Regions from separate parts of the Rattus norvegicus genome. Here region 1 is linked to region 2. Evidence: chromatin contacts called from public Hi-C data. All regions are on one chromosome and are shown on one strand. Each heading gives the region's core, a stretch centred on a gene start, on an enhancer-like site or on the middle of the called end of the contact. The rest is flanking DNA. Distances are from core to core; before and after follow the strand shown.

Region 1 (4,221 bases), core at 1,607-4,106, 57 kb before region 2:
ACAAGCGTGTCTCGGGGTTAACAAGTTCTCTCTAATCAAAACAAACTAAGTGTCTCACCCTCTGCGCTGCTGGCTTCTTGAGACTGGCTGTGGCTTTGCCTTTCTCTGCACATCCGCAGAGTAAGACACTACATTTCAGAGTGGCTTTGCAGTGCATGCTATGGGGAAAGTGAATGGAGTGCAAGCCACAGAAGAGATGGTTATGAAGTACGGGTGTCCCCAGATGCCCCGTGAAGGGACCCGGACTTCTTGGCTGCTTTGTTGTATGTTTTGAAATGCACACACACTCTGAGCTCTTGGGCCCCATCCTTTGGCAGCATCTTCTGTGTGATGTTGCAGTGTCCTGTGCCCTGGCTCCTGGGCTTCCTGGTCTCCTAAGCTAGATGCAGCAGCCAGTCAGTCCTCAGAGAGTGTCCTCACAGTAACCAAACCAGTACTACCCTGAGCTGCTCAGAAATGCAGAGGCTGGAGCTCCAGATCAGACCTGCTGGGGCAGAATCTGCAAAAATCCCCAGGGGCTGGCCCCGCAGACACATGGGGATTGAAGGATTTGTTAATTTCTCCTAAGTAAAGAACACAAAAGCATGTGTTATACATAAGACAGCCCTGTCAAGTGTGGACCACTCCCAGACAACTTACCAGTGGCTAGTGGGTCGATATTATGTCACAATAGAAAGAAATTCAAGTAAAATAGAAAAAACTACAATAGAAAAAATCAGATTATGATGTTTTTAAAATATTTGTTCCATTAAAATATGAACATACACACACAAATATGCATGTACTCACATATACCCATACATAGGGCACACATGTATATACAGGTACACACCTACAAACATACACGCATATAAATACATACACATAGATACTTTTCAGTGTTATGCCACAGGTTAATGCTACAAAAAAATGAAATTACAGTAAAAAAATGATTATAAAACCTACTACATAAAGACCCAGAATATCTGTAAATATGCTGGCCTTGTGTTCTACCTGAGATAATAATACTGTATTGTCCAGTTTGGATCTTCAGTGAGATCTCTAAATAGGAAATAAAAGTATAAACGTTGTTTCATTGCAAAGCAGAAATAGTAAGAATTTTAACTTCTTCCTCGATTTTAGAAAACAAGTCTTTATTAGAGAATATCTCAAGCCCCAAAGATTATATTTGAGCGACACCCATCTTCAACTGGGTAACAACTGCAGGCCGCTAAGGGTATACACCCGCTCGTGCCCACTTTGACCCCTAGAGAAGGCTCCAGTTTTCAGAAGAGTCAGATGTCACCTAAGTCCTGCTACAGTTCAATACCTTCAGACATGAAATGTCACCAGTGTGTAAGAAATCATTTGAGGCTTTCGTTGTTTGCGTTTGGTCACTGTTCATTTCAGCATGGCGGATTCTGAATGGGCACTATAATGCTGGAAAACCAAAATTTATTCGAGCTTTTGGAAGCGTGAAATCAAGCTGTGTTATTCAGAATTCACAATTTTACATGCGTGCAGAAGACCTTCAGATAGTCTTTCCAAGCTCTTCGTTTGGGGGTCTGTGGCAGAACACCCTGTCCCAGGCCGGCAAAGCCAGATTCCAGCATCTGTGGAAGGAGGGTGTCCAGTGAGTGAGGCCTAAGCACTTGACTGAGATGGGTGCTAATGCCAACCTGAGGTAGTTTCCAGGAAGTGCTGTCAATCTCAGAGGCACAGTCCGCCACCCATAATGCCTCCTTCAAGGGCCTTGGTGCCAGGAGGAGAGAGAGGCTGCCCCATTGCTCTAGCTTAGAGTGTCTGAATCCAGCAGAGACAGACTTGACCCTGACCTGGAATCTTCTTGGAGAATGTTCTTCAGAAAGGGAAGAAAGAGTTTGTCAAGGTGGCACTTTGTTAAACGTGGGTTAAAATATGCCTTTAAGGAGCTGTGAATGCTTCTCTGTTCTCAAGTAGCACTAAAGTGTACTCACGTGATTTTACTCCATTTAAAGATACACTCTTGGAGTAAATAATACATATAATTTGAATTCACGGAATTTGTAGAATTCTTTTCTTTTTTCGAGACAGTCTCAGTATGTGGCCTTGGTTGGCCTAGAACTTACCATGCTGACCATCCTGGCTTTGATCAACTTTTCTGTCTTTGCCTTACAAGTTCTAGAATTACAGGCATGAGCCACCATGACTGGCTAAACTTTGTAAGATTCTAACATATTTTGTGTGCATGCATGTGTGTGTGTGTGTGTGTGTGTGTGTGTGTTCTGTATGTGTGTCTGTGTTCTGTGTGTGTGTATTAAATGAACATACTTTGTAAATCAATAAACAAATGTGAATTGCAGATACTATAAATGACAACATTTGTAACATCTTACATTCCTCACAATATTTTGATAGATTTTTATAAAACATTAATTTGAATGACTTCAACTTTAACTATGTGCATTTGTCATAGTTTCTTAGGCTTTTCTAATTTGGAAAAAAAATCCTGACTTCCTGTTTGGGACCTGTCTTGAATGTTTGATATAAGTGGATAGAGTTGGAATGAATGTTGCCCTTAGGACCACAAGTGAGAGCACGGCCAGTTTTGAGGTCTATGCTAAACAGAACAGGGGTTTTGGGGAAACGTGTTAGTATGGTGGAATCTTTTGTGATTTATCTTAATTGATGCTCTTCTAACTAAAACGTGCAATGTATTGCAGCAAGTCACTCTTTCCTCTGTGGTGTGTTGGACAGCCTTCAAAGGTCTGTGAGAGAGCAGTGTTTTAACATGTGCTGATCTCATGCAAGTCCGTGCACTTCAGTCCACCTGTGAATGTTTGACCTTGCTCCTGTGGTGATAATTCCAGTGTTAGAGGTGTAGACTTGACCTTGTGCCTGTGCATAGATCCAGAGCTCTCCGTATGCACGACCTGTGACTGTGACGCTCATCCAACCCAGCGAAAATTACCCATTCCTTGCTGAGAGAACTGTGAGTTTCATTGTAGTGGTTATTATTGTGTGTTTGTTTTATTCCCTTCGTTCTTACGTAAGAAACCCAAGCCGTTCAACTAAGAGTTCTAGTAGTTTACAAAGTCTAAAATGATCAATAATCCCAACCTGGCCCCGGGGGCTTTAATAGCTGTAAGTTTCATGTGTTTCAGAAGTCTAACACTAACTATGTTGACTTCTCTGTGCAGAGTACAGTGATTGGTTAATAATGTGTGCTACAAAGGAACAGTGCAGGCAATAGACCAGTGTCTTCTGTTTTCTTACCATGCTATACCTAAAAAAGACTGAAAATCCAAGATGCCGGATCTCTAAACTGCTGGTGGGATTCTTAGAATTTCTTTTGATTTCCTGACACTAGTATACGAGATCACAAATAATATTGAAAAGCTGAAACGGTAAAATAGAACTCTTTTGATAACATGCTAGATTACATAAATTAAAGAAGCATACTACATCGTAACATCTCCAAAAGCTTTGGTCAGACCCTTCACTAAAAGAAAGGGTATTGATGTGAGAGGATGGGACAGGGCTTCAGAGAGAAGCCCTCTTGCCAGCAAGAGGGAAGCCCACATACTGGGAATGAGAGAACGGATGCCATCTGCCGTCTGCCTGAGCATGAGCTGCTTGGTAACTGAAAACCCAGGTCTTCTGTCAATCGGTGTGATCAGCTTCCTCGGACTCTACCTGCGAAGGGCCTGTCTTACCCTGTGTTGCTACTCAACTGTCTGTCAAATCTGGAAAGTTCATGATTGTTTGTATTCTGGCAAGTGACTGTTAGGTCCTGAGGGATTAAGAATGCGAAGAAAGAAAGCTTCTGTATAGTTGAGTCTTGGCGTTCTTTCCATTCAGTGATGAATCACCTTCTTCAACAAGTCCCGGACTTGACTTTGCCAAGACAGGCAAAGAGAGTGGGAGGGGACAATGGCTTTGTGTTAAAGCCCCACGCAGAGCTGGCATTCTCTGCAGCATCAGACGACGTGTGGCCAGATGCACAGGAACAGCAGCCTGCCGTACCATTGAGGCAGTCAGTGCCTTTGTTTTCTCTGATCTTTTGAACATCTCGATTTCTCTCTTCAGGGGGAGTTGACGCATGATCAATAATGCACCAGCCAAGCACGAACTCTGTGACCAAGTGGGATAGCAGTGTTCATCCCCACCAGTCCAAACAAGCCAGGGAACAGTTGCTTAACTTCTGTGAATTTCAGGGTTTTTTTTTGGGGGGGGGGGGTTCTGTAGAAATACTTTTCAACC
Region 2 (3,722 bases), core at 1,123-3,622:
CCACCATATAGATAAAAAAAGATGAGGGAAAGGCGTGTTAGCAGCTCAGGACACGATAGCCTCACTCCAGACTGAGGCAGAGTCAGCCCATGAATTAGGTCTGTGGGAATCCAGAGGCTGTGTCTGCCCTGCCACGCTGGATCTGAGGAGTCAGAATTGCCAAGGCTTGAACTATTTATTTTTTTATTCCAAGTTTGTATGATTCCATGTCTATATCATTTTTGCTTTAAAAACAAATAAATAAAAATGATAGCAAAATACTGATCATTTCATCTGAACTTCAGACTCGTAGAGTGTAACCCACTTGGTCTAATTTAACCAAGGGCTGGGCTTTTATCACCAGCTTTCTTGGATCTTAAATTTGTAACTCAAGGCTCGTTGCTGCCTTGAGTCATCGATCGTATTTCACCTTCTGTGACATTTGGGGAACATAAAACATGTTCAATAATGTTTTAAAGACTGTAATTTGCACCACTTCCTTTAGAAGACTATGAATATAAAATGATAGTGTCAAACTGTAATTACACTGAGGGTTTTAGTAACCTCATAACCCATAAGAATAAAATACCAGGAAAAAAAATGTCAGCTACGACCATTAAGAATCTCATTTGCAACAGGTTGATGGAAGCAATCCAGCTAGGCTGACACTTTTATCGAGGATGCTTCAAGGTTCTCATAAGCCTCATGTTGTTCCACCGTTTTTATTTTTTTTATGGGGAAGTATTTTCTCTGTCTTTGTGATAATTTGAACTGTGCTACAAAGTAAATGAAAATGTGTCCCGTTGGCTCAATGATGTCTCTACAAGACACATCTGAGTTGAGGGGAAAGCCCTTTGCTATAACCACAGTTGTTTACAAACACGTGCCCTAGTTAATTTTTAATACTGTGGTGTTTTGTTTTGTTTTGTTTTAGTGCATCTAATCACAGAAAAAAGGTATCGGGAAGAAAGGGAAACTCGGTCTGGAGCATGTGCTTGGCTTTCTGTCAGCAGGATTGATCAACATAGAAATGTAGTCACAGACAGACTTTCTCACATTCTCCCACACGTGCTCACACACGCACATGGCTGGTTCCCAGCGTGAACCTGGTGACACTGTGGCACTGTCACGATGTGTCAGGATGTGGTGTAATGACAACAGTATGATACACTGCTGTTTCACTCATTCTGAGAGAGGAAGGGAAGCCAAGTGACATCCAGTTGTGAAACACGGGTCAGCCCATCCAGAAGTGTGAGATCTGAGTAGTGGGGTGAAAACCAAGATTTATTCCAGTGCCACTTCCTTGTCACTGACAAATTCATAGGTGCGTGCAATTTTCTTCACCTATAAGAGAAAGGAGGCTAACAGAAATGTATACTTATCAGGTAAAGATATAAATAGTTGACTATTTCTGCCTTATATGTCAAAATCGATTAAAAATTATATCAGCAAAGCAAAGAATTAAATTCAAAAGAAAAATACCTTTTATTGTCTTCCCGGGAAAGGGAATAACACTTGAAATGTATATAAGAAATACTCAAGTTAATAAAAAAAATTATATCAGCAAAGCAAAGAATTAAATTCAAAAGAAAAATACCTTTTATTGTCTTCCTTGGGTTTCTATTTTTGTGTTAAAGACTGTTGAATCTTTTATCATGTAAAAAGATGTAACTTTCAGGGTAGAATCTGGCTGACATAAACAACTGACTTAGGAATCTAATATTTTATTGTATTTATGAGTTCTGGGCTGAGAGTGAAGGGTAAAAGAATTATTCATCACAACGAATTTCACCAAAAATGGGAATGAGAGAAATTCCTGAATACATTGTAGAGAGAAGCCAGTTTTGGGGGAAAAGATGACTCGATAAAGAGATTTTCCTGTGTTTAAAAGAGTATCGGCTACTCAAGGAGTGGTTCAGACCATGGGTAGTGACCATGCATGCTGGGTGCGATCTGTTTACATTAGTGTTCTAGAGACTGAAATTAGCTATTTGATTCCTGCGAAAGTTGGGAGTGTATTTGAAATTGTCCTTCTAAAAATGTCAATGCTAAATAAATAGCATTTTTCAAACAATGAAGAAAACGGTGAGGCCTTTCACCCATGAGCCTTGAAGGTCTGCACATGAGTGAATCTTAGTGAAAATAAAGGGGAAATGTTTCCTAGGAGAACAGAAATCTGTAGACCTAGGAGCCTCCCGTAACCTTCCCTTGGATCCTTAGAGTGTCGAATGTGCAGTCAGGTGATCAGTAGAGTTCTCTGAGCCACTGACAGCCACAGTCTTGAAGGACATTTCTGTGAGCCATGGAGAAGGCCAGGGAAATGCCCGTGCTCCCACCCGAGGTCGCTAACTGGGTGCTTATAGCTATTGGACTCCACTTTCTTCCTGTGGGCAGTGCCTGATACTCACTGCCAAAGTTTGTTTCCTTTGAGCTCAGTTTATCTGAAGTGGCCAAGCTCCAGGACCTGACCTTTCCTTTCTTCAGATGTGTTAATATCAGGGATTAAACTCTGTAATTGGTCCAGCAGACCTAAGAATGCTAACACCATTAGCTCAGTGCCTGCAAGACAGTCTTTCTCACTCTATCTGCACATTGCCTTGGAGACTGGGGGCCAGCTCACTGTTGCCCCTGTTCACTAAGAGATTAAAACCTAGATGTGAGCGCTGCCACGGTACCGAGGATTGGACCCCATCATGTGACCATGATCATTCTTGTCTGTATACTCAGGACTGTCTGTAATGTTTACTGGGAAATTCACACTCCCCTTTTCCTAATGATCTTAAATCGATTCCTTCTCTGCCTTACAATTGTTGATGTGTGTGATCTTAACAATGTAAAACTATTATAGGGACAGCAAAAGGTGTGGACCTGGAAAGATGTCTCAGTTGGTAAAGCCTTTGCCTTTCCAGTATGAAGACCTGCGTGGCTGTCCCCAGCATCCACAGGAATGGGCTCTGCAGTACAGACCTGTAACCTGATCCTGGGCAAGGCCCAGCCAGGAGGCTCCCTGGCTAATCTAGCCTGTCACCTGTCTCTTACTACTCTGTGGGTTCTTCTTCCTTCCACCCTCTCTACCCTTTTTTTTTTCTTCTACCCTTCCGACCCCGCAACACTGGATAGGAGAGAGGAAAGGATAGAGAGGAAAGGAAAGAGATCCCAAAATAAAGTCAGGGGCTGGAAAAGGGGCAACTAATTCCTGCTGATTAGGGACTTCAAGTTCCTTGGGGCAAGTTTGATCTTCCATGGGAGGATATCTAATTTCTTCTTGTTGTTTCTTAGTTGCTCGAAACTACTTAACAAACCTCGACTGACAACCAACCAACAACCCCCCTATTGGGGCTTTAGCATTTATATACTCTGAAGTTTCTAGAGTCCCAAATGTCATACCATCATTAATTAATTGTTAATTGATTAATTGTTAATTAATTAATTGTTAATTAAATAGCTGGAGAAGTAATGGAGGAGGAGAGCTGAAGGAGACCTCTGGCCTTCTGGTGTGCACCCTTACATACACCCTTGCACATACATAAGCATGTGCACATGCGTAGACCACATACACACAGAAAACAAAGAAAAATACGTGACCCTTCCAAATTCTTTTTTGTTTGCAGTTATGTTTTGTGTCTGACAAAGATAAATCTACCTCACAGGTTGAAGAGTCCCAGGTAAAATATGGGCCACTGCAGTTCTGGTGAGGTCAGGAATGATAACACGTAGTGAGCAAACAACTGTCCATGTAAAAC

What was found. A called contact is a pair of places that touch in the nucleus more often than the background predicts.
Region 1: a Hi-C map of liver shows a contact between it and region 2, with 3 times the contacts expected there. The contact joins two enhancer-like sites. A contact is called at or near these places in 4 of 12 Hi-C or Micro-C datasets (hepatocytes, kidney, liver and 1 more).

Annotation. Positions count from the first base shown.
Region 1 is chr15:10,442,071-10,446,291 of GRCr8, reverse strand. The region is part of intron 1 of Thrb (thyroid hormone receptor beta); the gene reads left to right. Among named protein-coding and RNA genes, the nearest start is that of Thrb, 17 kb to the left of the region's middle. Within about 2 kb of position 2,856, at least 20 of the 93 cell types and tissues checked have an H3K27ac peak or open chromatin away from gene starts, as enhancers often do. A contact at or near this core is called in liver, where this site is marked.
Region 2 is chr15:10,384,606-10,388,327 of GRCr8, reverse strand. The region is part of intron 1 of Thrb (thyroid hormone receptor beta); the gene reads left to right. Among named protein-coding and RNA genes, the nearest start is that of Thrb, 75 kb to the left of the region's middle. Within about 2 kb of position 2,372, at least 5 of the 93 cell types and tissues checked have an H3K27ac peak or open chromatin away from gene starts, as enhancers often do. A contact at or near this core is called in liver, where this site is marked.